Regions from separate parts of the Mus musculus genome. Here regions 1, 3 and 4 are each linked to region 2. The links are chromatin contacts, called in public ChIA-PET and HiChIP or PLAC-seq maps. All regions are on one chromosome and are shown on one strand. Each heading gives the region's core, a stretch centred on a gene start, on an enhancer-like site or on the middle of the called end of the contact. The rest is flanking DNA. Distances are from core to core; before and after follow the strand shown.

Evidence for each region. ChIA-PET counts read pairs in DNA pulled down with a chosen protein or histone mark. HiChIP or PLAC-seq counts read pairs in DNA pulled down with a chosen protein or histone mark.
Region 1: an RNA polymerase II ChIA-PET map of memory CD8 T cells shows a contact between it and region 2, with 5 times the contacts expected there. The contact joins two enhancer-like sites. A contact is called at or near these places in 1 of 15 datasets of contacts at CTCF or cohesin (CD8 T cells) and 3 of 115 datasets of contacts at active chromatin or transcription factors (CD8 T cells, effector CD8 T cells and memory CD8 T cells).
Region 3: an RNA polymerase II ChIA-PET map of memory CD8 T cells shows a contact between it and region 2, with 32 read pairs. The contact joins the promoter of P2ry12 here to the enhancer-like site in region 2. A contact is called at or near these places in 5 of 39 promoter capture datasets (the 3T3-L1 cell line, embryonic stem cells and liver), 1 of 484 Hi-C or Micro-C datasets (CD8 T cells), 3 of 115 datasets of contacts at active chromatin or transcription factors (CD8 T cells, effector CD8 T cells and memory CD8 T cells) and 1 of 9 other capture datasets (embryonic stem cells).
Region 4: a contact with region 2 is called in a BATF HiChIP or PLAC-seq map of CD8 T cells, with 20 read pairs. The contact joins the promoter of P2ry13 here to the enhancer-like site in region 2. A contact is called at or near these places in 2 of 39 promoter capture datasets (embryonic stem cells and stem cell-derived epiblast-like cells), 1 of 15 datasets of contacts at CTCF or cohesin (CD8 T cells), 6 of 115 datasets of contacts at active chromatin or transcription factors (CD8 T cells, T-cell acute lymphoblastic leukemia, bone marrow-derived macrophages and 3 more) and 2 of 9 other capture datasets (embryonic stem cells and liver).

The regions. Positions count from the first base shown.
Region 1 is chr3:59,230,582-59,237,152 of GRCm38.p6, reverse strand. Med12l (mediator complex subunit 12-like) reads right to left here. Exons shown (of 44, transcript NM_177855.3): 17 at 4,631-4,749; 18 at 3,883-4,026; 19 at 1,945-2,108. All of the region lies in intron 1 of P2ry12 (purinergic receptor P2Y, G-protein coupled 12), which reads left to right. Among named protein-coding and RNA genes, the nearest start is that of P2ry13, 23 kb to the right of the region's middle. Within about 2 kb of position 2,057, at least 54 of the 459 cell types and tissues checked have an H3K27ac peak or open chromatin away from gene starts, as enhancers often do. A contact at or near this core is called in CD8 T cells, effector CD8 T cells and memory CD8 T cells, where this site is marked.
Region 2 is chr3:59,698,853-59,705,393 of GRCm38.p6, reverse strand. No RefSeq gene overlaps it. Among named protein-coding and RNA genes, the nearest start is that of Aadacl2fm2, 28 kb to the left of the region's middle. Within about 2 kb of position 2,508, at least 21 of the 459 cell types and tissues checked have an H3K27ac peak or open chromatin away from gene starts, as enhancers often do. A contact at or near this core is called in CD8 T cells, effector CD8 T cells and memory CD8 T cells, where this site is marked.
Region 3 is chr3:59,258,929-59,265,645 of GRCm38.p6, reverse strand. It overlaps P2ry12 (purinergic receptor P2Y, G-protein coupled 12), which reads left to right and starts at 2,661. Exons shown (of 5, transcript NM_001357008.1): 1 at 2,661-2,872. Med12l (mediator complex subunit 12-like) reads right to left here. Exons shown (of 44, transcript NM_177855.3): 31 at 5,933-6,044; 32 at 4,813-4,902; 33 at 3,663-3,772; 34 at 3,301-3,436; 35 at 2,360-2,521; 36 at 362-724.
Region 4 is chr3:59,206,547-59,213,725 of GRCm38.p6, reverse strand. It overlaps P2ry13 (purinergic receptor P2Y, G-protein coupled 13), which reads left to right and starts at 2,844. Exons shown (of 2, transcript NM_028808.3): 1 at 2,844-2,904; 2 at 3,368-5,834. The coding sequence starts at 3,371. The coding sequence ends at 4,384. All of the region lies in intron 15 of Med12l (mediator complex subunit 12-like), which reads right to left.

The DNA of each region.
Region 1 (6,571 bases), core at 808-3,307, 470 kb after region 2:
GATTTTTTAAATGGAATGTTTTTTAAAAAGGGGGGGGGGCAACAGGTACAGACAATGGAACCATCGTTTAAGAGGGAAGCAACACCTGAATCTGCTGGGTATGCAGAAGCAAACAAATCCCAACAGAGCATGGAAAGTAAAGACTTATCCTGCGACTAAAGTAAACAAATGCAAATGGGTAGGTGCGTCCATCTTACAGTAGTTTTCACTTTCTAAGACTAAAGCCTTGGACTGTGGTCTGATACTCTCAGTCACATTAAGGGGGGGATTGTGATTTTGAAAAAAAAAAAGTCATACGGTGTGTCAATAGTTAAGACAGCTATCTATGTGACACAACCTGAGTCACTTGGGAATGACGGGGGGGGGGGGGGGGGGACAGACGTGCTTTATTTCTGCTTCACAAGGGAGGGTCCAGTTTCCTGTAGCCTGTGCCATCTCTAGGCAGGCAGACCTGGGTTGTATAGGATAGCTAGCTGACCAAGGCAAAGGGAGCATGCCAGTAAGTTCCTGCATCCAGAGTTTTTCCTCGAGCTCTGGTCCTGGTGTGCTTCAATGATACAACTACAGGCTATAAACTGAAAAACAAAACAAAACAAAAAAACAAAAAACAAAAAAACAACCTTTGATAAAGTTGAATTTGGTCACAGCGTTTACCGTAGCAACAACGAGCAAACTAGGGCATTATAAATAAGGTAAAAATATAACAAAGTTAAGCCAAATATAATTTTATGAGTATTTAAGTTAATATTTTAAATGTTAAAATATTAAAACAATTTCAAACTAACAATCAAAGAACAACCAAACAAAAACACTTTTTCCAACTAAGTATGTATGAGTTCATGATCAGTGAATGTGTTGTTAAATGAATTATTATTTTAAAATTGAATGATTTTAAAAGAATAGTGCTGAAAAAACAGTAAGGAGTCAACTTCAATTTGCAACATATACTAGCTGTGTAATGAATATGGGGCACATCACTTCCAAACTCTTCACCTGTCGAACGATATAAAAGAGCGAGGCCTCACATAAATACACACCTTCTCTCACTGTAAAGCTTTTGAGGCTTGTAATATTCTACTTCTTAAGTTAGATGTACATGTAAATCAAAGAAAAGCCTCTGCAAAGTAGATGCCACTAGAGAAATACTGTTTATAAATTAAATGCATGTGTAAGGTTACAGAGGGGATGGGTGAAAACCAAGAAGACAAATGAGGAGACAGAGGAATAAAGAATAGGTTGTCTTTTTTTTTTTTTAATAAAAGGCCCTAGAAATGCAGGTGAGGAGCAGGCAACACGATGTTTGCACAGAGCTCCCTGCATTTCCCTGGCCTTTTAAGCACAGCCTCTTGCAGACAGTTCCTTAGCCCGACTTTATGAGCGACAGCAGAAGCTTTTGTCCGTTAGACACTCAGACGAACAACTTTCATGAGTCAGAAAGAAGATGGCCAAGTTTCTACAGTGCAAAGAATCCTTGCAGTGTTGCAAGGACTATGTAGTGTCTGATTGTTTTTTCAAAAGTACACTGAAAATAGATGACCAGATCCCAGTATTCACTGCTCGCAGTAAGTTGTTGGGCGGCATAAATGAGAAGAGAGCTGTGCATGACCAGGAGGTGAAGAGGAAGCCAGTAAGTAAGTAGAAAAAAAAAAAAATCAAACACACTTCCTCCATTTATATCTCTTTCTCTACAAAATATTTTGGTAAGACCATTGTTGGGATGTTTTCATTGAAACTTTAATAAGACATCTAAAACTTCAAAATGAGTGGTATCAAAACTTCAGACCAACAGTCTAAACAAAAATACTTTTTTAGAACTCAGTATAATTTTTCTCCCAAATGCACTGTATTTCACTATGAATTCTACCTTTTAGGATAAGAAAAACAAACAAACAAACAAACAAACAAACAAACAAAAAACAAAAACATTGCTACTTATATACCCACCCTTCAAACACCTGGGCTGTCTGATCAGGATTTAGGATCAGGCAACTATGGTACCGCCTGAGCACGGCCACAATGCAGACACATAGTCCTGTAGTGTAACTTCCTGCCAGGCTAGAAGACTTCAAGAGGAGCTCTGCTTCCACCACACTCAGTTCATTCAGCAGCTGCAGCAGAAGTGGGGTTGGGGGGGGGGTGAAGGGAGGGTTGGAGGGGAGGGAAGAAGACAAACAGGGAAACCGTTCAGTGAACCCCTAGTGCACATTTCCTATACGCTACGGAATCAGAAAGCACACAAGCTTTTGCTGGCATTTACTTTTAAGCCTTTACTAATTTAAACGAATGTTTTTCTGTCTAGACACCAGCATGCACCCAACCAGGATGTAGTCAGTGCTGAAACAGTCACCAAAACTTTCTGAAAGCCCAGAGCCTGGAACTAAGCGTTTAATAAACAACCCCATTCTTTATTTAATTTTTTTTCCTTTTTTTCTTTTTTTCTTTTTCATTTTGGTTGTTGTGCTTCTTTTTTTTTTTTTCCTTTCAATGCAACACAACTGATAACTATAATAACTACATTCTTATTTATAAAGCTTGGAGTAACTGTACAATAGAAAAAAATCAAACCTAATGTCTATTTATTAACACAAGGAATAAATGATCTAAAATGTGTGTAACTACAGTGGGACAAATGAAATTATAAAGAGTATTTTAACAATCATTTGTGCTTTTCACTGCTTAACTCTACTAGAGAGAATATATCATTTCCTTATTCCCAACGCAAAATAATAAGGTAACAACAACCGACACCAAAACAAAAACATCTTTCACGTATACATAGTTTTAAATAAGTTGTGTATTACTAACACCAACTATAGCTTAACAGTAAAACTATTAACTCAAAATGTCTCAAACACTTTAAAATGTACTAGGTGCTTAAAATAGTTTTGTTTTATTTGTTTTGTTTTAGGGATTTTGTTTTGTTTTGTTTTTTGGTTTTGTTTTTTTCGAGACAGGGTTTCTCTGTGTAGCCCTGGCTGTCCTGGAACTCACTCTGTAGACCAGGCTGGCCTCAAACTCAGAAATCTGCCTGCCTCGGCCTCCCAAGTGCTGGGATTAAAGGCACGTGCCACCACTGCCCAGCTTAAATAGTTTTAATGTAACAGAACTGGCACATGTTCAAAGGCATGAAGTTCCAAGAGGCCAAAGAGAGTTGGGACAGAGAAGTGATTAGGGAAAGTTAATCAGTGGGGACTAAGTTCTTACAGGAGCAAGATATCTTCACGTGTAATATGTATGGCAGGGCGGCTATAGGTAACAGGATGCACTGTACCTAGCAAACGTAGGGAAAAGGACTCTTGACAGTTTCTACCATCAAGAAATGATGTTTGAAGAATAGGTATGTTTAATTTGCTATAAGAATATACATAACATATACATGTTTTATGGCATCATATGGTATTTCATAAAACTACATTTTTGCATATTTATGCAAGTTTAAAAAATAAGAGGCTTGAGAGATGACTCAGTAGTTAAGTACCACTAGCTGCTCTTTCAGAGGACCCATGTTCAGTACCCAACACCCCCAAGATGTCTCATAAGTATCCGTAACGCCCTTCCAAGGGAGCCAATGCCCTCTTTTGAACTCTGCAGGCACCAGGCACACACATAGTGCACATCTGTAGGCAAGACACCCATGCACATAAAATAAATCTAAAAATATTTCATATAAATGTAAGCCAGGTCACAAGCTTGTAGCCTTAGGTACTTGGGGGCTGAGTAGGGTGGTCACTTCAGATGGAAAGTTCAGACAAGCTCAACAGTAAGGGATAGCCTGGTTTTTAAATCAACAAATAAAGAGTATGAAGAAGCAAGATAAACTCTAGTGTCTGGTTGGTTTGCTTTCCTAAATGTGAGAAAGGCACAGTATAGTCTCTGTGGCACCTGTATGGCAAAGTCAATCAGCCCATTGATGTTCAGCGCTGGCTCCATGAGATCAAAGATGAGCTGAATATGGTGAGCCAACGGGAGGTGATAGGATGTTCCAGACGCAAAGCTTGTGATTTGTTCCAGCACATTGTTAGAGATCTGCTCAGACAAAAGCAAGGAAAATCACACAACCAACAGTCTGGGTGAGGCTTCACTTCGATATATCACTTCGATTGTTTTCGTTTTAGGTTTTTTTCCAGCAACACATATGAATTCATGTGATTCTACTTAGAAATTAGTATTTCCGTGGAAGTCAAAACATATACAAATCAGCATTCTTACAAACATCATTTGAAAATTTCAATATAATCTAGATACTGGTGACCCCAAAGGGAAATCACTCAAAAGTGTGAGTCATCAGAAACTGACATGTTAACTGAATAACAATGGATTTCTTCTAAATTTCCCAGTATTTTAATTAAATCATCAAAAAGTTTCTCCTTCACCAATAGTGATGCTGGGTCAGCATGTTATATAATAAGTATATTAGGAATTACCTTTATGAATTAATAATTACTATAAAGCAAAAATACTTACATAATAAAAACAGGTGTTGAAGGAAACACCTAATACTCACAAATGAAGCTTGTTCTGCTTCCAAGTCTATAAGGGTCATTTGTAAAAGTTAAGGCTGGAAGTACACTGCTTGAGCTTTTAAGGGAGGAATATTCAAAGCATGTGACAAACAGCCCTGAATGGATACCTGAGATGTTACTTGATGCTGATCGAAGTATGAGAGGAGTTGGAGTTTCGTGAACACATTTTCCGGGGTTGGAAAAACTTCCTGCTTGGTCTTCCTGGCTTTCTGTCCTTCGTCCCCAACTAAAGAAACATCAGATGTATTACTTTCCATTTAAATTAATCTCTTCATATTTCTAAAGATTTTTTTGATGTGTGTGTGTGTGTGTGTGTGTGTGTGTATGTGTGTGCATGTTCACTTGTTTGTACACGTGTGTGGAGGCCAGAGGGAAATACCTGGTGTCATCCTTCAGGCAATCACACCATTGGAGTTTACCCTCTCTGATGGTACTCTACAACAGAGTCTCTTACTGGCCAAAACTCACCAAGTGAGCTTGCCTGGCTGTTTAAGGAACACAAGGGGTCTGCCTATATCCATACCTCCACAGCAATGGGATTACAACCCTGCTCCATCATGCCCAGCTATTTTTATGTGGGACTTGGAACGTTACTGAGTTACCTCCCCATCCCATCTTTATATGGGTATTTTTTACTGAAGTATGGCACAATAATAGATGAAAGCAATATATACTCTATGCATTTTGACAAACAGAATGAGATCCAAATCGTGAAATAGTACCTCAAAAGTCCACCTACCTGACTCTAATCTCCTCTCCCTCCCCAAGGGGCCAAAGGTTTGGACAGCTTCCATCGTGGGTGGGTGGAAACTTTCACTCAACACTATGTTTTAAGATAGCCTCATTATTTAGGTAATTTTAATGTGTACTAATTGTTAGTAATTTTCACATACTTTATTCCAATGCATAAAAATATGCCACTACTTATTCTTGCAAATAATGACTTGATTCTGGCTATTATAAAGTGTCTTTGCAAGCATTCATCATTAAGTAACTTTAAAGATATAGTAATGAATCACCACGGTTGGGTGGGGAACACCAAGGCCCACTGTGACTAAACAGGATACATTACAGGCTTTTTAAAAAAATATGGATTATTTATTTATTTTGTATTCATATGCACTCATCAGGGAACATTTCGGTAAACCAAGAAAAATTTAAGGGTGTTCTCTCCTCCAGACATCAAATTCAGAGGATGAGGCTTGGTAGCAAGATCCTTTGCCTTCTGAGCCATTTCACTGACTTTTAGACTCACCTCTGTACTTTTATAAATCAGTAAATATATGTATATTTTTGCTTATTTGAGGAAAACTGGTTTTCTTAACAACTAAGAGCAAAATTAAAGTCTCTGGAAACAGGATTTCATCTATGTATATACAAAGACAAATTTTTAAATGAAAGTAATGGTTGGGTTACAGTACTTCTACAGCACTGTGCGCCATCTGGTTAGAGGGAGCACTCCAACTCAGTTTCATGTGGGAATTGTTAGCTCAGAAAACAAAATGTTTCTTATTGCTCTAGAAGTTGGCAAGACTCCAAGCTCCTCCACATCAAAAGTGGACCTCCCTTTGAACAGTAAGTGAGATACAAAATCCAAGTGAGTTGTCACGTTTCTGCTTTGTACAATGGATGGTGATACCAGAATGAACAGAGTAGTAAAAAGAGCTGGTACTGGGCAGGGGAGATAGCACGGTTAGCAAATGGCTTGCCCTGCAAGCATGAGGCTCTGAGTGCGGAATCCAGAACCCATGTTTTAAAAAAAAAAAAAAAAAAAAAAAAGCTAGGCGTAGTGACACCGGCCTGCGATCACAGCCCCTGGGAGGCAGAGATGGGACAAGTCATGCTTCGCTGAGTTACAAGCCAATAAAAGACCCTGTTTCAAAGTACAAACAACACAGTGGAGGACACTAGAAGAATGACATTTGAGTTTGTTTTCTGACCCTCCATGCTCACATACATTAAGGAAGTGCTGGTAAAACACATGACAAAAACTTCCTTCTGTCATTAGACCTCCTTCTCTTCCAGCATCTATTCTCATAAGCACAAGT
Region 2 (6,541 bases), core at 1,259-3,758:
AAGGTAAGAGTTTGAGATTTTATGTCCCCCAGATTTACTTAGGAAAAACAAATAATCTGCTCAATGTGGTGAGGTATCTATTAGGAAAGACTGCTCAGATATATATTTAAGCCACTAGAAAGTCTTTATTAACAAATTGGAGAATATACTGTGTTGGGCACCAGGCATGGGGAAATAAAGGGGTGGGAGAGATCCCTGTCCCACCAGAGCTCAGGGAGACTGCTGCAGGATCACACAGAACTTCCCTGAGATGGGTGTTGGGCCTCACAGACTGTAGAACCCTGGCTCAGTCTCCAGGGGAGAGGAGAGGAGAGGAGAGGAGAGGATCCAGGGGAGAGGAGAGGAGAGGATTCGGGGGAGAGAGAGGATCCAGGGGAGAGGAGAGGAGAGAGGAGAGGAGAGGAGAGGAGAGGAGAGGAGAGGAGAGGAGAGGAGAGGAGAGGAGAGGAGAGGAGAGGAGAGGAGAGGAGAGGATACAGGGGAGAGGAGAGGAGAGGAGAGGAGAGGAGAGGAGAGGAGAGGAGAGGAGAGGAGAGGAGAGGAGAGGAGAGGAGAGGAGAGGAGAGGAGAGGAGAGGAGGAGAGGATCCAGGGGAGAGGAGAGGAGAGGAGAGGAGAGGAGAGGAGAGGAGAGGAGAGGAGAGGAGAGGAGAGGAGAGGAGAGGAGAGGAGAGGAGAGGAGAGGAGAGGATCCAGGGGAGAGGAGAGGATCCAGGGGAGAGGAGAGGAGAGGATCCAGGGGAGAGGAGAGGAGAGGAGAGGAGAGGAGAGGAGGAGAGGAGAGGAGAGGAGAGGAGAGGAGAGGATCCAGGGGAGAGGAGAGGATCCAGGGGAGAGGAGAGGAGAGGATCCAGGGGAGAGGAGAGGAGAGGAGAGGAGAGGAGAGGAGAGGAGAGGAGAGGAGAGGAGAGGAGAGGAGAGGAGAGGAGAGGAGAGGAGAGGCAAAGGGCAGCCATGCCACATGGAGAGAGGTGAGAAGAGAGGGCGAGAGAGGGAGCAAGAGGACTAGAGAGAAAGCAAGAGAAGCAAGAGAGAGGATGGGCCAAGCAGCTCTTTTTATGGTGGGCTGGGCTACCTTGCTGTTGCAGGGGAACTCTGGGGAGGAGTCTGGACAGCCTATGTGACTGATGGTCACAGAATGATGGAGTTGAGGGTTTGTGGTATCAGGTATTTGTGTCTGGGGATGTAGCTCACTGTTCCATCACTTGTAGAATTTTCTACTGGGTCTCCAGAGCAAGCCTCACAGACTGCCTTTTATGATCCCACAATACTGAGTGCTTAGGACCCCAATGTAGCCCTGAGCCTTTGTCAGGGTGAGCTTTAAAGCACAAAAACTGTATCCTGAGTTAAAAGTGTAGGCTTATATTTTTCAAAACCTTCTTCAATAAGTGTTCTTAAAAGTTTCAAATCCTGTATAGCCCACCAACCAAAGGTAGGAGAGGAAAATGGCTAAATGAACAAAGGGGATAAATACCTGTTTAGTTCCTTTGGATGGTTCCAATCTTTGTTGTCTACAGTCTAGTCCACTTAGCAAAACTCCAAACATGAATCAGCAGCAGTGGATTGGTCCAGAAGAAAGAACAAGGCTCCACCTGTTGACTCAAATCCACCAAAGTGGCAAGGAGCTCGAATACTGTGAGCAGTTCTCTTGTGCACTTCTTTCTATGATGTCTAGAAAAGTAAAGGCCAGGGAAGAAAGTAAGGGGAACCCTTGCCAGAGTGTCTTCCACTGTTGTGTTGGCTTATATATACATCACATGACATCTCAAGCATCCACTCCAGCAACATATCACGTGGTTTTCACCAGAGATCTTCCAGAAAAACACCACGTATCTACTTCACCAAAACATCTTCTCATAAAACAACTTTCAGAAAAACACCACGAGGCACAGTTGAGTCTCCAACAACAGCAGAAATTCTCACTTCGTAAAATACTTCAGTTAACAAGAACAGTTAGCTAAAAGCAGAACTACAGAAACCAAAAAGCAAGAAACTGCTCCAGAATTATGAACTTTGATGAGTTAGGGTTTTTGTTGTTGTTTGGCTGGTGGTATTGTCTACATGATGTGTTTTACTTCTTGAATGGCATTTCCATCAGTTAGTAAGTTATGCTAAGGGCCTACTAAGTGCTGAGGACCTGTTACACTCAAGAGTTTGGTTGTATTGAGGCCTAGTGTTTTCTGATGGTTTGGTGGTCTCCAGTGGACAAAGGAAAACAATGGCTGCTTTCTCATGCCCTATTCCTGTTAGCATCATGCATTATTGACCTTAGGAATTTAGAGGGTTCATGTAAGGGCCCTGTATGAACTCCTATTGCCCCAAGATGGTCACTGAGGTGATACAGGCTAGCAGATGGATTATTTTATTCACCATTTAAAGAAGTAAACAGATTCTACTAAGTAAAAAAGTGTTCACTGTCAGGTGTTTCAGATTTCCTGAGTAGAGAAGTTCCTTGAGCACAAGGGAAACCACAATGTGTAAAAGTATATTTAACTTGGTTCTAGGGTGTCTCATCTGGGGAATCTACCTCTCTCCCTTTTGTTTCATGTTCCCTTGCTGTGGTAAGTACTATATACCTGTTTCTATCTACAAACACAGAAATAACTGAAATGTTGATTAATGGAAGTAAGACTGGGTGCCCTCAAATCTTCTTTTCTTGTGGTACAACAGTTACAGGGAGACTATCGCATATGATCAAAAACAAACTATCTTTCAGAGAAGTAGAAATGTACTGCCTTTGACAAAACAACACTCACTAAAATTTATTTCCTCTTGCTGGAAGAAAGCACTTAAAAAGGGTGGTTTTGTGTTCCTGTTTCTCCCACTCTAAGAGTCAATGAATAGCATCCATGATGTTTAATGAAACTATAAGACTTGTAAGTGGTTTAGAGCCTTCAGATAATTTCCGCACCATTTCCTGCTGTTTTTCTTGCTCACCTCTATGAGTCTAAACTATATCAGCAACCTTCCCCTCTTCCATTAATGATGAGACACAAATCATCGCGAATTCTTTTCTTATCCTTTTTTTAAAAAAGGTTCTAATTGACTTCTTTAAAGTAATGACATTACTAAAGGATCCAGCTAACATTAATTGAACCTGAGCAGGTATCACACAAACTATCATGTACTGATTAGAGACATTATAATCATCACACTACATATCTCTCATCTCTTTTAGATTAGCAGTTAATGAAGCTTCACAGACTTGATATCCTCTCATTAAAACAGTGGTGACTTCTGGTTGTTTGTTTTATTGTTGATTGTACCATGAATCCACAGAAAACTAGATCCCACCCATCAAGCTTTGTTTGCTCAGACTCATTATTTTAATAATCTGTTCTTTAAGTATGTAAACCAAAAAAAAAAAAAAAAAAAAAAAAACTTTACTGAAATAAAAAAAAAAATGGAAGAGTTAGAGTATTTGCTGGATTTTAGCCCTTAGTCAAGACCAGGAATAGGAATTTGATGTTACCAGTAGCAATACTCTCTGTCTAAAGAGATTATGAGTAGTAACTTCAGAAGTGTCATACTGTCTCTGAAACCACAGTGAATTAATGTTACATCAGATGTGATATGATCTACCATTTAATGCCATGTTATCATTCGTGTTTCGTGGTTTTGTTTTTGTTTTGTTATTTGAGATTTTTTTTCAGCCTTAAATAGTGTATATCTCCCTTATTTTATTGTGGCATTTATCAGTAATAAATCTTATGTTTATGGACTATATAATTGTCTCTTGACAAATGCACATATTAGGAATTGGTTAATTCAAACTGATTAACATTTAAAATCTACCCTCAGCAATATTCATCAATACAACCAAAGCCACCATTGTTCACCACATGGCTCTTGAAATTTTTCCTAAAATGCTGCCAAATTTTTCTACACACTGAATCTTGTTTTAACCATACCCATCACCCCACACCCCACTGAACACCACACTGTGCTCTGCTATGAGGTCAACTTCCTTGTATTTATATTTTGTAGTGCAGGAGAACTGAAGCTAGGGCTTTTTGCATGCTAGTCAAATGATATAAAATAAAGTTAAATTCGGTGTATTATCTGTCTGACATTTTACTTGATCTAATCTTCTCCATGTTAAAATTATGTCTTACATCATAATTCATCCAAAATGGCCCACTACATTGATTCCATGTACAAATACAACTTTAAACTACATCTTGCTTTTAATTAATTTACATCCCCAGAAATAAGGTGTTTATATTATATAGTAACTCTATTCTATTGTATTTTTTTTGTTATTTGTTAACTGTTTCAACCAGTTTTTCATACCAGTTATATTCATTTTTTTTCTTCCCATAAAGGAGAATGTAGTTTACTTTTTCTTCAAATTGTCACAAATATTTTTGTTTTTAAATTGTTGTCACATGTATAGAGTGAAATCCTATTGTTTAACTTTTATATTTTATTCATCGTGTTACTGGCAGTATTCAATAGTTGTTCCCATGCCCAATTGTACATTCTGTGCCCCCTGTGAAAAAAAAAAGTCTACTCAAGTCCCTTGCCCATTTTTAAGACAAATTAATTATTTTCTTTCCCTTAAAGTAAGCCCCTTACTTTAATTATGTTAGACATTTCATTGATTCAGACTCTAAAGACAGTTACATTAATTAATGTTAGACATTAATCAATCTGATATAGGCTCATCTTAAATTGTTTATAAAAAATTTACAAACTGATGAAACAGAAAACTTATCCACAAAGCTAGTGCATGAAGATCTGCTAGTTGCAGACAGGCAAAAGGGAAAACAGAGGCATGAAAGTGTAAGACCCCCAAAGCTGGGCCTCTGCTCAAGTCCGGGAATGAGCTGGCCAGCACCCCAGTGTCCCGAGAGAAAACCACACCTGATGCAAACTGCAAGAGGTTTTATTATCAGCTAGCTGAGGACGAAGTCCCTCTGCCATGCAGGGCAGGGGAGTTTGACCCCGAGTGGTGACAGTAGGGGGCTTTTAACAGCTAGCTGAAGAATTGGGAGGAGTTGGGAAGAGTTGGGAAGAGTTGGGAGGAGTTGGGAAGACTTGGGAGGAGTTGGGAAGAGAGTTCTTTTCTTCGGGGTGTCCTTGATGAAATTTATAAGGCAGGAGTGGGGAGTGAGCTCTTTCTGAATTTTTATCTCCATGTCCTCAGCACAGGAAGGCAGGCATCTCTGGCTGTAAAGTATACAAACAAAAAGGCTTTTTGCTGGCTATAGAGAACAAAGAGCTTCTTTCTGGCTGTATTTTTAGAAATCAGGGAAAACAAGCTTGGGGAACATCCATGGGCTTTACCTTCCAGGGAGAAACACTCTAAGTTGGGGTCTCACAAAAGTACATGTACATTAGTTCCCCTAAACTAAGGAAACACTGAGAAGAAATGACTACCCATGATTTACTTGCCTTGTAGTTGAAGGACTCCATAAAACAGCCTCCTGTGGTCCTATTTTCTGAGAAAACAGGAGAAGCTGCACTAAGTCACTAAAGTACAGGTGTTTATTAGGAGTATCACAGAAAAGACAAGTTTTACAAGATTCTCCTTATCTGAAAATATTGCTTCCCATACAATATCTTAAAGTTATGTATGAGAATTTCAAAAAAAAAGGAAATTTATAGATATCTGGGATTGTCTTAGGCCACTGATATGATTCTGGACTCAGTTCCAGCCCAACAATTAATTTATAAAACGTGAGAAACTGGGTTGGCCTATCTGCTTTCTTACATCACTGTGCTTTCCAAACTAGGAGGTGAAGGACTGTTTCATCAAATTCAAATGAGGCATTCATTTATGCATTCTCAATGAAATATTATTGACATAGAGCTATAATGCATGTCACTGGGCTTCAGATAACTCCTATTACATGAATTTGATCAAATCTGCCTAAGGCGATGTGACCTAACCTAGGATTTCAGATATTCATGTAAGTTGGTGCCAAAGATAAGATACTTTAGATAATCCCATGAGTAGGCAATGGACCTGTTTGTAGATCACCTCTTACTGAGTTTTGATTTTATCTTCAGCATTATCTAGGTATGTAAGGAGGTTTAAACAACAGCATACCCCTCCTAGTTCCCTGACAGTCTAGAAAAAAAATTTGTTTCTAAATCAACCTGAGAAAATAGAAGAATACTTCTTACCTAACAAAGTAGTAGAAGTGATGAAGATAAAATATGCCCCAGACACTGGTTCTCAATATTTTTCATGAGCACTCATTTTGGTAACAAAGATATCAGAAAAGTTATAAATTCAGTTAAAAGTGAAAGTACTCTACAGTGCTTTGGTGGTTCTTTGTAATTGCCATCATGATGGGCTCTGGGATCACTTGGGAGATAAGCCTCTAGACCTACCTGTGATGGATTATTTATTCTCTAGACGTGCCTTTCAAAGGACAATTTGGATTCAGTAAGTTAAGATACCAAGACTTGCCAACTCTCAGGACCATTCCATAAGTAGTAGTCCCAAACTGTATAAAAAGGATTAAAATGTGCTGAGTCCAAGTATCTTTTTTTTTAATTAGGTATTTTCTTCATTTGCATTTCCAATGCTA
Region 3 (6,717 bases), core at 1,412-3,911, 440 kb after region 2:
TGAAGTTTGAAGTTAAAAGCATAGAGTGAACCAGGTGTGGCAGAAGCTGGCAGATCTCTGAGTTGGGGCCAGGCTGGTTTACAAAGCAGTTCCAGGGCAACTGGGGTTATGTAGAAACAAATCCCACATCTCCTCCAAAAACCCCTACCCCCACCCCCCAAAAAAGTGGTCAGTGGGAAATGAAAAGCTTTCTACCTGTCACCTATGAGAATTCATTCGTTAGTACAGACACTTGTTAGGAAACTCTACGTAAGAAAGCTGCTAGCATTCTTTGTAATGTTTCTAGGTGTAGAGTTCGGCCGTAGGTAAATCCCACACTAGGTGCCCATGACCCCGTCTTTTCCTTACACCCCCCACTCACATCGATGCGTGAGCTCGATTTTGTCTTACGCTTCCTTCCCTTTGTCTTCTTCTCTTCATCAGCTGTAGCTTTTCCTTGATCTGACAGCTCAGCTGATTTCCTTTCTGGTTCCTGAGAAACTGGAGACGTGAGTTCTTCCTCTTCCTCCTCAGGAGGTAGGGGCAGCGGCTCGAGGTAGTAGCTTCGGGGCTTGGGCATGGTGTGCGTGTGGTACAGAAGGAAGTGCTGCTGCTCCTCATACTTGATCACCTTCCGGTCCACACGGACAGTGCCGAACCAGGCCCAGGACAGCGGGGCTGGGTTCTTCTGACCCTCAAACAGGTCCCATGGGGACACTTTCTGCTTCGTAGAGACCTGGAGACCCTGTGGGAAAAGAATGTTCTGTGACAACACAACCTGGCCTGTCCCCAACCCACAGGGCAAGCTTGAAAGCGTGCGGTTGGAAGGTTGGAACGAGCTAAGGGAACTCAGTAGACAGGAATGTTCATCTAAGCAGTGTGAACTGGGGTTCAGGACTTTGCAAGTTCAGTTCTCCAGTGCTCTGTACCACCTGACACTCCTTAAGGCATCTAAAAGTGAGCTAAAATATTTTAGTATAAAATGACATTCTCATTCAAGTATGTTGTAGAAAATATAATCTCTCAAGTATCCTGTAAAGTTGCTGTTAGAACCATCTCAGGAATCCATTATTTTTAGTATTATACAAGATTTAAAAGTCAATATATAGTCTGCCTCTGATGTATGAACTCAATTTAGTATATATTTCATGTACATGTATGTGGCTTTCTCTGAATAAAATTTTTTGGGAGAAAATTAATTACAGAAACAGGTACAACACAAATTAAGTCTTTCAATTCCAAGGTATCTTTACTGAATCCAGGTAAGGAATTCAATTTTGTTTCTGAAAAATAGCATGCTTTTATTTGTAATACTAATGGGTAACATTTCTTAGTAATTTTGCAAGTATACCTATTTAAAGACATTTCTCCTCAAAACGGCCAAGGTACCCCGCCCCCCATGTGAGCATATCTGTTTTTGTCTGTCTTCCTCTTTAAGTGTGACTTCTTCTGACACTACCAGTAATGTCACCACCCACTGCTGTCTGCCATGTGATGAAATCGTTCTCCTGAGTAGAACTCACATCTAAATGGCTCCTGGATGCCTTCTGAAAGAAGCCCAAGTCACCCTTATTGTGACTTCTGGTTTTCCCCTCCCATGGCCACACTGCTATGGCATTTGAGTTAACTCTGAATTCTGGTGGCATGGTTTTTCCTCTTAACAGTCACCTTTCTTGCCTTTCCTTAAACTTTCCCCACCTGTCCTATACTTTTCTGTATACTTAGTCCGTCAGGATGGTCTGTGTGTCCACTATTGTAGGACCCCTGTTCTGACTACCTCTGCCTGTGTGACTTAAACCGTTCCCCGTTGGTGCCATCATGACCTGACCTGCACGTCCCGTTGCATGTAAAAGTGCATCTACTTCCCCCTAAGGGCAGGGATTCCCTCCACCATCTCCATTGCTGCAGTGCCAATGGCTACTCAGGCTGGCCTTTCTGTTATTTTAAAGAACCTTCCAAAGCGTTGTATAGAAAGCAAATGCCCATCTAATACTGCTTCTTAGAGACTACGTAGTGTTGTAACACAAGTTTTACTAAATACTGCTTACTCAGCAAATGAAAATTCTTATCAGCACACATTTTCTTATATAAACATAGCTTGTTTCCTATCCTGATGTAAAATAATAATTTTATTTTACTTTTATTTCTTATGCTAAGCTGTTACTTAAGTTTTTGGTAGATTCTAGAAATGCCCTGAAGTCCAGATAAGCATTTTAATTGGGAGATCTTTGAAGATAATGGCTTTTTTCTTTTTCTTTTTGCAATGCCAATAGCTATTGTGCTTTGATGACAAAAATTATACCACTGAAAATTAAGAAAAGTCACTTGGCTTCTATAACTAGATATATTTATATATGTGGGAAAAAACATTTACTCTTGCCTGTTTTTTATCAATAGAGTCAAATCCAGCAATTTTGTTTCCCTTTGTATCGATCAAAGAACCCATGGGTTCACACGTGATGACATCGCAGGTCTGCTTTGGCAAAGGCAGCAACTGTCGAACTTTGTCAATGCTTTCTGACCTCTTGTCTCCTAGTTCTTTCTAGAAGAAAGAGGGGGGAAAAATGTAAAAGCAAGAGAGAAGTGAGGCAAAAATTCTGACTTTACAATGAAGCAAAAGCTAACAAGAAGGAAGTTCCCCAGTGACACATTTCCTTTTTTTTAGGGCTAGTATGTCTTTAGTCCTTAGCGCAGTCTATGGAACAGCTGCAAATTGGACTGGTGAAATGTTTCATTTCTTCTATTCAAGTAGAAAATCAGGGTGCACACAAAGGCAGTCTTGTTCTCCATGACAAATCAGAGTGCTGAAATGACAAAACGCCAGTGTCATTTGCTGTCACACAGCAGGAGCTGCCGCACGGACACTTTCCCGTATCCAGGGTCACAGTGCAAGGTAACCATCAGCTTTTTTACTGTAACGTCTTCAGATTATGTATTTGCAATGTCTATTTGCCGTTCATGTCCAGGACTGTTAGTGGATTTACAAATTCAATGCAGAGCTCATTTTTTTTTTTCCCACTTGCATGTGTAAATCCAAGCATGGGTTCAAAGGAAATCTGACACTGGAGTTTTGGTTAGATATCTGATAATGCATTTTTAAAATCCTTAAAAATTAAAACACATTTTATTTGAGCACACCTTTTCAGAGAAAAAAATCGTTCAAATATCATGCTTGTAATTTTGAAGGACTGACAGAGTAGGTAAGATAACAAATAACCACAATCTGCTGAATCAGCTACACATGTAGATTAATGAGGAGGAAATTAAGACAATAATCCATAAACAACATGATTTCAGAGTAGAGGCTGATCACAAGCTTACTTTCAGTTTCTTTACTAAGTTCATGTATGCACGTTTGTTCTCTTCTGATCCCCCGGGGGAAGCACTTGATAGGTCAGAAGCCAGGGTTCCATTGATTAAAACACCCAGCATGTCAAGAACCGTTGTGAATAATTCACTGAGAAGAAAGAAAACCCCATTTTATTCTCACAAACAAAACCCGGACACACAGAATTGCCTAAGCATTTCTACTGAAAGTGCTAAGTTTTTAATGACAGCTAAATCAGTAAGTGGCAGAATTTCCTGTCAGTAGACAAAAGCTTGTACCATGCATGCATGCAGGGGAAAAAAAAAGGTATAAAATGATAAAAAACAAAATAAAACAAAACAAAAACCCAACATACTTGTTAGTGTGCATGTCAACAGTTCCCGAAGTAATTATCTGGAGGAGTAGGAGGGCCCAGTCGGTGGTCCCCTGCGTGCTCCGCTGTACCGTGTCAAACATTCCTCCTACCTAGCATACAAAATATGATAAAGATTTTGTATTGCTACCCCTATTACCATATGTGCCCAAATGTTGATTTGTTAAACCAGAAGTGATGTTAAGAACTGGTTCTTGCTAGCCACACTATGGATTATCCTACAACTGTCTCTTCTAGCTATGTGGTTATCACTGTTTATGGTTCTTTCCACAGAGGCTAGGCATTCAAAACTTAACAGAAAGTGTAACACTTGAATGTGGGCAGTCACAAAATTACCTTTCTCTTCTCATCAGTCTCTCATGGTACTTAGTTTTAGACATAACTGCAGTTAAACCTGAATAGCATCAAAACTCTGTCTCATCACCTGCAATTGTGTGATATTCGATTATTATTGCATCTGAGCCTGCCACTATAATATCCCTGGAGATGCCCTTTAACGTGGAAGGAATGAGGAGGAGAAGGTATTGCCACAGGTCTGCCAGCTCCTGGGAGGAGGTCAGAGTGCTGAAGGTGAGGTGAACAACTGCCCAGGGAGGTCAGATTGCCAAAAGCCAGAAAAGCAATTGCCCAGGGCACGTTCAGGATTTGTCAAGAGGAAATTTAAGGGAATACAAAACATGCTGAAACTTTCAGATTTCTGTAAAATATTCTTGTGAGATTTGTCTTTTTTTTTTCTGATCAATTTAACAGAATGTCTCTGAGAAAAATTGAGAGTTGACAGATTTCTGTGGTTGTAAAATAGAACACAGTGAAAGCCAACACTCCTATTAAAGGTTTGTCGGACCTCCCCTTAGCACTGCACAGGAGGAGGAGGAGAGATCTGCCAGATGGAGCCTCTACTCCCTGGTGGAAAACACAAATAGGTGCTTACAACTCTACTGTCTAGAATTCAACCCAGACAGGAAGGACGGCAGCTAAGGAAACAGAAGGTTTAAGAGAAAAGGAAGTAGGTACAGAGTGAGAAAGAGGAAGGCTTCCCTCTGTCATGCAGATTCTGTCCACAGATGTTGAAAGCTGGTATTACTTTCACACAGAGAGAGGTGTGACAGAAATGGGTCTGCCACATCCTTACCAGATTCAGGCGGAGCTGTAGGGCCTCATGCATCATCTGGCGGGCTTTCGTATCATCTTGGTATCTTTCTTCCCTCCAGTTACTTAAAATCTAAGATTGGGAAAAAACAAAGAGTAACAACAGAAATCCCTTTGTTCTTTGCTATGACGACTTTTACAGGTTTAAAATGAAGCTCTACAGTAACAGCTAACACTTCTTAGCTTAAACATTAACAAAGTTATTTTTTTTTTTTACTCTTCCTCTTCTTCCAGACAGACAAAATCCCAGTTATTTTATAATTTCCTGGGTAGCTGGGAGAAGAAAGTCTTACACACACACACACACACACACACACACACACACACGGAAAAAGGCCACACAGAAATGCCTATGGCAAGGACAAAGGGAGGCAAGGTGAACTGAGACTCGCAGAAAGGCAGAGCAGGTCTGCTTAACATCTGACATGGATCCTTCCAGGCAACAAAAGAAGGAAGTGCTCAGGCACCTAAACCAGGACACTGGCCCAGCCCAGAGCGGCTTGAAGGAAAGGATAAACCCACTGGAAGAGACAGCAAATGCCCAATCAGGAGTGGCTCTATCAGTTCAGCCCTGGCATTTGTAGTCTAGGTATGAAGAGAACCCTGAGTGCTTTGTATTTAAATGGCTCCCTCTGGAAGCTAGACAGAGAAAAGACCTGTCCAAAGTGTGGGTGTGGTGACAAAGGAAACCGAGTAAGCCTGGTGCCATTGTGCATGTTATCAGCTCTCATTTAATGCCACCGGGCAGGGTTCACCTGGCTTTGTGTCAGGATAATCCAACTCACAAAACCAATCTGACATCTTTCCTTGATTCCTTGCTTCTCGGTAGGCGCAACAGAGATCGGTAAGCTAGCTGCTAAGCAGTGTGCAACAACTTACTTTTATAGTCTTTACATATCTCTCAATGCATAATTAGCATCAGCTTTGCTGGCCTTCTGGTGACCATGATGCTAGGCAGAATGGGACATGGACTGTGTTTCTTAGCATCTCAGCGGCAGAACATTAATCTAATGTCACATTAGGACACTATCATGAAATCACAAAAGGGAAATAATGAATACCATCAGAAAGATACTGGCCGAGTTTAGTACTCCACGCTTTACCTGATTGACTTGATTCTGCAGAGATGTTAGAAGGCCTTCCCGTTGCTCATCTTGCCCCTTAAGGCAGGTAAGGACCAATGAGAGGAAAGGCTGCTGGCTCAAAAGAGACATACTGCAAAGGAAGTATTAACAGAGCTAGTCAGAAAAAATGGCTTGCCCCTGCTGCAACAGCTGCTCTTTCTAGTAGACTCACTCACTGCTCTTGTTTATTTACGACTACATGAAGGACAGGGTGGGAAACCACCAGAGAACATTTGGGAAGGTGACACCTTCCTGTACTGGCAAGATTAAAAACCACTGGTAAAGCTTTTAAATGACAATTCTCTATTGCTCTGGAAGGAAATCCCAAAGCAACAGAAACGTGCAGGGTATGTGATGAGCTTGCTTTCTGTTACTAGGGGGAAGTTTTTAAATATACAGGACAAAGAATATAAATGTATGCAGAGAAAAACAAAACAAAGAACAAACAAAAAATACCGGAGAGATTGCTCAGAGAAAACTCTTCCTTAGGAAGCGGCTCTCTGTGGACCTTGACTATTTCCGAGGCCTGTGTTTCTTGGTTGTATATTTCTCAAAGGCCAACAGCAGAGTGTTGGTAAAGTTAGGGGGGAGCACAACAAGGTCTGAGGCCTCCAAAAAGCAAGATACTTGCTAGGAACACCGTGTGCCAGGCCCCGACACTGCCCATGGCCTCCGCTAGAAAGGGGGCAAAATTCTATTTACAATGTTCACGTTAACAAGATATCTCCCATTAGAGAACATTGGTCAAACTGATTGATATAGTG
Region 4 (7,179 bases), core at 1,595-4,094, 490 kb after region 2:
TAGCAAAGGAAGTAGGTGTAGGCAACTTCCATTACAGACCAGTTTGTCCCATCTGACCATACTGGTTGGACAATTTACAAATTTAACCTTAGACCTGAGTGTGTACCAGACAGAACTGAGTGTCCGTTCAGCTTCTTTTTCCTGTATCAATCATTGACTCTTGGCATAAGGACTTCAGGATGAAGTGAACCACTCCAGCTGCTCTCTCAGGGGTGTGGTGGGGTTGGGACAAGGCAGGCTCTAAGTGCAAATTCTAGGGCCAGTGGTGAGTTAGTGGTGGTCTCTATTAACACTATTTTGGGAAGGTGCTTAATTTCTTCATTTTGATTTTCACATCTAAAATAAGACTGGACTATGTTGTTATTGTAAGGGCTGTGATAACATAGTTACCTATAATACCATAGCTATTTTTATTTTATTACTTTGAGTCTATTCTTAGTGCATATTAGAATTCCAGTCTTTAATTTATTCCAGTCTTTAAATTATTCAGCAGGCTCCTAAACACTGAAACTTTTCAATGCATGGGGTTTTTTTGTTTGTTTGTTTGTTTGTTTGTTTTTGTTTGTTTTTTGTTTTTTAGTTCTTCCTTCCCGGCCTTCGTGAACTAATAAGCCCACAGTATTCCTATTTTCTTTTTCATTGACTGAGGAAGCTCGCATGACATCGTCCATGACAGGCCTCACTGTGAGCATATGATGGACGTTCTTTTACCCCTAACTATATGAAAAGGACACTGTTGTGTATTTCATCATAAAAAGGGGGCAAGTATTTCAGAGTGAGTATAAATAACTTCCCAAATGAGGGGAACAAAAAGCGACAGGTGGACAAGCCCTTGGAGCTACGGCCCGCAGCTTGGAGATGGCACTTCCACACAGGCCTAGGGAGCAGCGTGCAGAGAGGCCCTTCCAAGAGGAACAGGCTTTCCAACAAATATCAGCTAAGGAACTTACCAAGGGGAGCTCTCATTTAACAAGTGTGTAGTAGTTATGAAGATGACTCAGCTAGAGAAGACCAACCATGACCATGCAGAGCTCAATCCATGAAACCCACATGTTGGAAAGATATAACTAACCCACTGAAGGAAAACACACACACACATACACACACACTCACACACTCACAATAAATATGTATTTCACAACCAAAAGAATGTACCTTTGTGACCCTAGAAATGTCCATTGCTGATCAGTTCCTCTTTTCAAAGTTTCCCACATTTGGCATTTTGAAATTTGACCAAAATGTGATTTCTACTTCTCATATTATGAAATTATCCTGTACAGAATTTCCCTTGTTTAAAGTAAAAATTTCCAGACCTTCAATGTTATATTGGATTGGGGGCTATTGAGAAATTTAAAATTGACTGTGTTTATGGTTAAAATTAACAATAAACCTACTTTAAAATATTGATTTTGCTAGGTTTTTATCCTCTTATAAAGCAAAAGGATATATATTTAAGTTAAGGGGCATTACATCAGTAAATCCTAACATATTTTAGCCAAAAAGAAAATTTTTACAATGTGCCATTTATTCCCTAGAGTTAACCAACGTTCCCTGGAAACACAGTACATTTCATTTTAAAATGTTCAAATGTGGAATCAATGGATTCCAAATTCTCAACCAAGTAATATAGGAATTACTAGTTAGCCAAACCCTGAAGACGGTCCATCTCTACGGTAAGCGCGTGGCAAGAACGGTGAAGTGAAACTTGCCATAGAGAACCACACATCCTCCCCAGGATCATCTGATTTCCTCTTTCCCTTCATCTGTCGGGCAGGGAAGCAGACTGTCACACATTGTAACTTTCTGCACACTCCCTGAGATTTAAAACGAAACACTGTACCAATCTGAGGCCAGCCCTGATTCAAAACTTCTCTAAGTCTCAAGAATGGAGGTGGTTTCCCAAAAGGGCTTCCTAAAAGTGCCACACTGTAGCTCCACTCAAACTGGGCAATTCAAGGAACCCAAGCAATGAGCGGCTGGCATGTTTAGCTTTCACTGATGTGCCCTGGGTCGGTCCATCGGTCCCCCTCCCCCACACTCCTATGAAGTAGATGATGATTTCAAACTTGCTACATGAGAGAATGAGGTATATAGCTCTTAAAACATTTGTTTAAACATAATACCGAATAATGCAGAGGTCCAGGAATAATAGCTACCACTTCTTGGGAAATGTGACTCATAATCTGCCACAGATCTAGGGATCAAAAGACTAACAGCAATGTCTGAAGAAAGGAAACAAAGCAAAACAAACAAGCAACCAACAACCAAAGCCTAGCCTTAGACATACAAACTTCTTGCACGCCCAGGCTGTAAGGGACAGAAGATGATTTGATTTTCAGATCAAGTCTTCTCCTCCTACTTGATTGTAATTTCATACTATTTTCTTCATCATTTTAACTCCTACTATTACATATGAAGTATTCAATAAGGTCGCTGAATGTGAATAATAAAAAGTAAAACACTGGGCCTAGAGAAATAGTTCGGCGGTTAAAGGGATTTTCCTGGCACCCACTCCAGGCAGCTCACAGTCACCTTGGACCCCAGCTCCAGGGAATCCAACACTTCTGGCCTCTGAGGGCACCTGAATGCATATGCGCCCTTACACATATAATTTAATATAATAAAATAGACCACATGTTAAGAATATGGCGTGGTGGCGTGCCTGCAGAGCCGGTGACAGCACTGGATTCAATACTCAGAACACGCAACCAATAACTACTGGTAAATGCTCCAAAGGTCTAAAGACAAAGAGGTTCTAGAAAATGTGGGTATTACAGAAGCCCACAAGGGGAAATGAGGAAGGAAAAGCAGTATAAGAAAGCAGAACCTTTACTTCACAAGCTATTCGTGGGTTGAGCTAGTAACTGCCACAACTCATACAGCTGAGTCTCTTCCAAAACAAAGGTCAGTTTAATTTTTCTTATGAATTTGCTTGCTATAAAAGGTAAAAGGTGGTTAAATTTTCTAGAAATCTAAATATAATATTCTGTAATCACGGGCTGCAAGCATAAGGTACTTCATAACGCATGACACACTACCCTGTACTCTTACATCTTAAATTAGGTTCTGTCACCGCCGTGTAGTGATTGGTGCTTGCTATTTGGACTTCACAAGGGTAGACATTAACAGGACTTTATAAAACAAAACTAAACTGAACAAAAACCAACCAAACAACAACAGCAACAAAACTAAGCTATGTGCTCAAAAAAGCTCTAGCCAAAGAATCAAATCCGCTGAATGAGTTAAATAGTAAGTTTGTTTTTACAAGAAGTAGTTATCTGCCAATCCACAAGGACCCTTTGTTTACCTTCCTTTGTATGCCTGCTTATGTGTAATCTTTCTCTGTGTGCATGTTTATGTGTAATAGCTGATGCTCGGGACAATCAACACCACTGGGATGCAGGGCTTCAACAAGTCTGAGCGGTGCCCCAGGGACACTCGGATGACACAGCTGCTGTTCCCGGTTCTCTATACTGTGGTCTTCCTGGCAGGCATCCTGCTGAACACCGTGGCCCTCTGGGTGTTCGTCCACATCCCCAGCAATTCCACCTTTATCGTCTACCTCAAGAACACTCTGGTGGCAGACTTGATAATGGCACTCATGCTGCCTTTCAAAATCCTTTCCGACTCACACCTTGCGCCCTGGCAGCTCCGAGGATTTGTGTGCACGCTCTCCTCCGTGGTCTTCTATGAGACGATGTATGTGGGTATCATGATGCTGGGCCTCATCGCTTTCGACAGGTTCCTCAAGATCATCATGCCGTTCAGGAAAACCTTTGTCAAAAAGACGGCTTTCGCAAAAACAGTCTCCATTTCCGTCTGGTCCCTGATGTTCTTCATCTCCCTGCCAAACATGATCTTGAACAAGGAGGCAACGCCATCATCCGTGAAGAAGTGTGCATCTTTGAAGAGTCCCCTTGGGCTGTGGTGGCATCAGGTGGTCAGTCACACCTGCCAGTTCATTTTCTGGGCTGTGTTTATTCTGATGCTTCTGTTTTATGCGGTGATTACCAAAAAGGTGTACAACTCCTATAGGAAGTTTAGGAGTAAGGACAGCAGGCACAAGCGGCTGGAGGTGAAGGTATTTATCGTCATGGCTGTCTTCTTTGTCTGCTTTGCCCCACTGCATTTTGTCAGAATACCATACACTTACAGTCAAACCACCAATAAGACTGACTGTAGGTTAGAAAACCAGCTGTTTATTGCTAAAGAAGCAACTCTCTTTCTGGCAACAACTAACATTTGTATGGACCCCTTAATATACATAATTTTATGCAAGAAGTTCACACAAAAGGTGCCATGTGTGAGATGGGGAAAGGCAAGAACAGCAGGATCAAGCGAAGACCACCACAGTAGTCAGACAGACAACATCACCCTAGCCTGACCACTGTGTCCCACAGGTTAATTTCACGCATGGCCTCACGTCTATTTATGGATGGGATTTCAAAAGATCATTTATGTGGAGACCTCATTTAAGCATTACAGGAAAAAAGAGGGGAACAAACAGTTCCCTACATTTTATTATCCTAGTGTATGGAAAAACATTATGCCCATTTTAACCACATAGACGTATTTATAAGCAGGATAAATTAAGAGACCATGTAATACAGCAAATGGCCACTAGATGTCACCTTTTCAAGGGCATTCATGTACTATGGAAAAGGTTAATGGGAAACAGGTTTGCCTGAAAAATCTTCCTTCTAGTTACCACCCCACCATCTCTCACACACATAATTCCTAAAACACCAGGCTGGCTTTTACAGCCTTCAGAATGCTGACACTTGTGAACAGAAACCAACCAACTTGCATATCCAGTGCCTGTGTGGAAAGGCTAAGGTGGGGGCTCAAAGAGATGCAGTCTGAGGAACCAAAGTGGGTTGGTCAAAATAACCCCAGGCATCTCAAAAGATTTCCTCCTTACAAGTGCAAAGGGCTGCTCCTACATCTAAACAGAGCACCAGAAGAGAGGCACATGCAACAGGCAAAGCCAGTTCACAGCCATGTGCAATCCAGAGAGGGGAAGTGTTTAGTCAGCAAAACCTTCCTGGGCAACAGCATCTGCATCCTGTTGGAAAATACTTATTTCCCTCACTGTTTATCTATAAATTAGGTTCCTTGCTACACACTGTCTTATATTAACTGCTTTCATTCTTAGCCACATTTCCCAAAAACAGGGTTCGTAAAAAGACAGCAAAATCACACATTTTTACAAAAGAAATGGGGTAAGGATATCCTAGACGGGATGTTTGTTGTACACTATCCTTAGTGCATGTGAGCAAGGGGATGGTTGGCCTGGCATTAGTAATATTCATGTGGGAAGATTTTTCAAAGCCTGATTCATTTTATTTGGGCCTATCTACTTCCCTGGATCTCATTATGGGTTTAAGAAAATTAAAATATGTGGCTGGTGATGCTGGGTTTTCTGGAGAACACGACGACTCTTCCCCTAACCGCGCCTGTAATGTGAAATCCTGGCTTCTCTCTTTCCATAGCCTCAGAAGCCACAGAGGCAAGAGAACTTCCTTGTCTTCCTGGAATCACTTGCTAATCTTGACCTTTACAAACTCCATTTAATATGGCACATTTGGTCCGCACTGCACTGTACATAGAACCTTCCATCTGACCCACTTTGTAAGTTCCTATTGATTAGTGACACCCAAAGTTGCTGTCCCTTACTCCAGGTAACCTTACCTGCCCAACCTCCTCCGAGTCCTCCAGCCCAGTCACTTCCTCATCTGTGTGACATCATTCCTCATCTACTTATCGAATTGATTTAGGATAATTTGCTAAATATGCACTGTGCAATTAATAAATTTTGCTAAAACAAATCAAAAGGGGCCCTTTTTCTTGACAAGCTGTCATTATTTGTTCTGGTTGTCCTGGAACTTACAAAGATCCACCTGCCCCTGCCTTCCAAGTAGAGTGCTGGGACTAAAGGAATGCATCAAAATGCCTAGCCCAACTGGGTCTTATTTTACTGCACTATAAAAGTAAAAGGAAAGCAGCCAGCTCCTATCGATTTACCATTAACAGAGTAGGCTTCCAGGGCAGGTAGTGGGGCTTAGTGGTAGGACCTGTGCCCAGCATGTACAAGATCCTAGATCTGATCAGCACCTAGATGAAAAAGAAAAATTTTAAAAATGGAAGCTTAAGCTCTTGAACTCTGTATAGTTGCTTTCCTATCATGTGCGTGCTAGAGCTGAGGAGAAATGCTGCCCACCTGGGCTAGGAAAGAGCACAAATGAAACAAGGAGACCAAACATTGGAATTTTAAGGCTACTGACACAATGCTTTATCCAGTTATCCAGTAACTGGGTAAGTCAAACCTGTAACTGCAGCATATTACAAATCCCAAAGCTCTCCTTTAGGTGAATTCTAGGTCTCTTAAATAAAACAATGAAATCATTTGTATTATTACACATATCACTAAACCTATATACCATTACAGAGCACATGACACAGTCACAGGAAAACCCTAATACTGTGTTACACATAACTGTATCTGAGCCACATTATTAAATAGTAATCCATACATGGTAGTATAGCTTATATAGCTTACCTTTGATGACAATTTCAATTGCCTCTACATAAATTTACAACTCATATATACATGTTTGTTTGTTTGTTTGTTTGTTTGTTTGTTTTTGAAGACAGGGTTTCTCTGTGTAACCCTGGCTGTCCTGGAACTCACTCTGTAGACCAGCCTGGCCTGGAACTCAGAAATCCACCTGCCTCTGCCTCCCAAGTGCTGGGATTAAAGCCATCACCGCCTGGCTAATATATACACTTTTAAGAACGGTATTTCCAGATATAACTTCAATCTGTGATTCATAAGTTCAAACACTTCATTCCATTATAATACCATAGTCAGAAGTAGATTGCCCAGTCAAGTGTTGTGGCACACTCTTATGTAATCCCAGCGCATCAGTGTCTATGTGGGGATCACCAGTCACTACCGCTTTTCCAGGCAGCAAGTTTCTCTCAAAACAACAGCAACAAAAGCAGAGGGTCTGCTCTGTACAACAGAGTTGCCAGGAACCTAGAGAAGAGGGGCATTAGACCTATCTTAAAGTTACATTCCCTATGGGAACCTCTAAGCTCTCAAGGCAGATTCAAAACTGTAGAATATTTATAGAATGGCCTGATATGTAACTTGGCCATAAACAAGGAGCAAAGAAT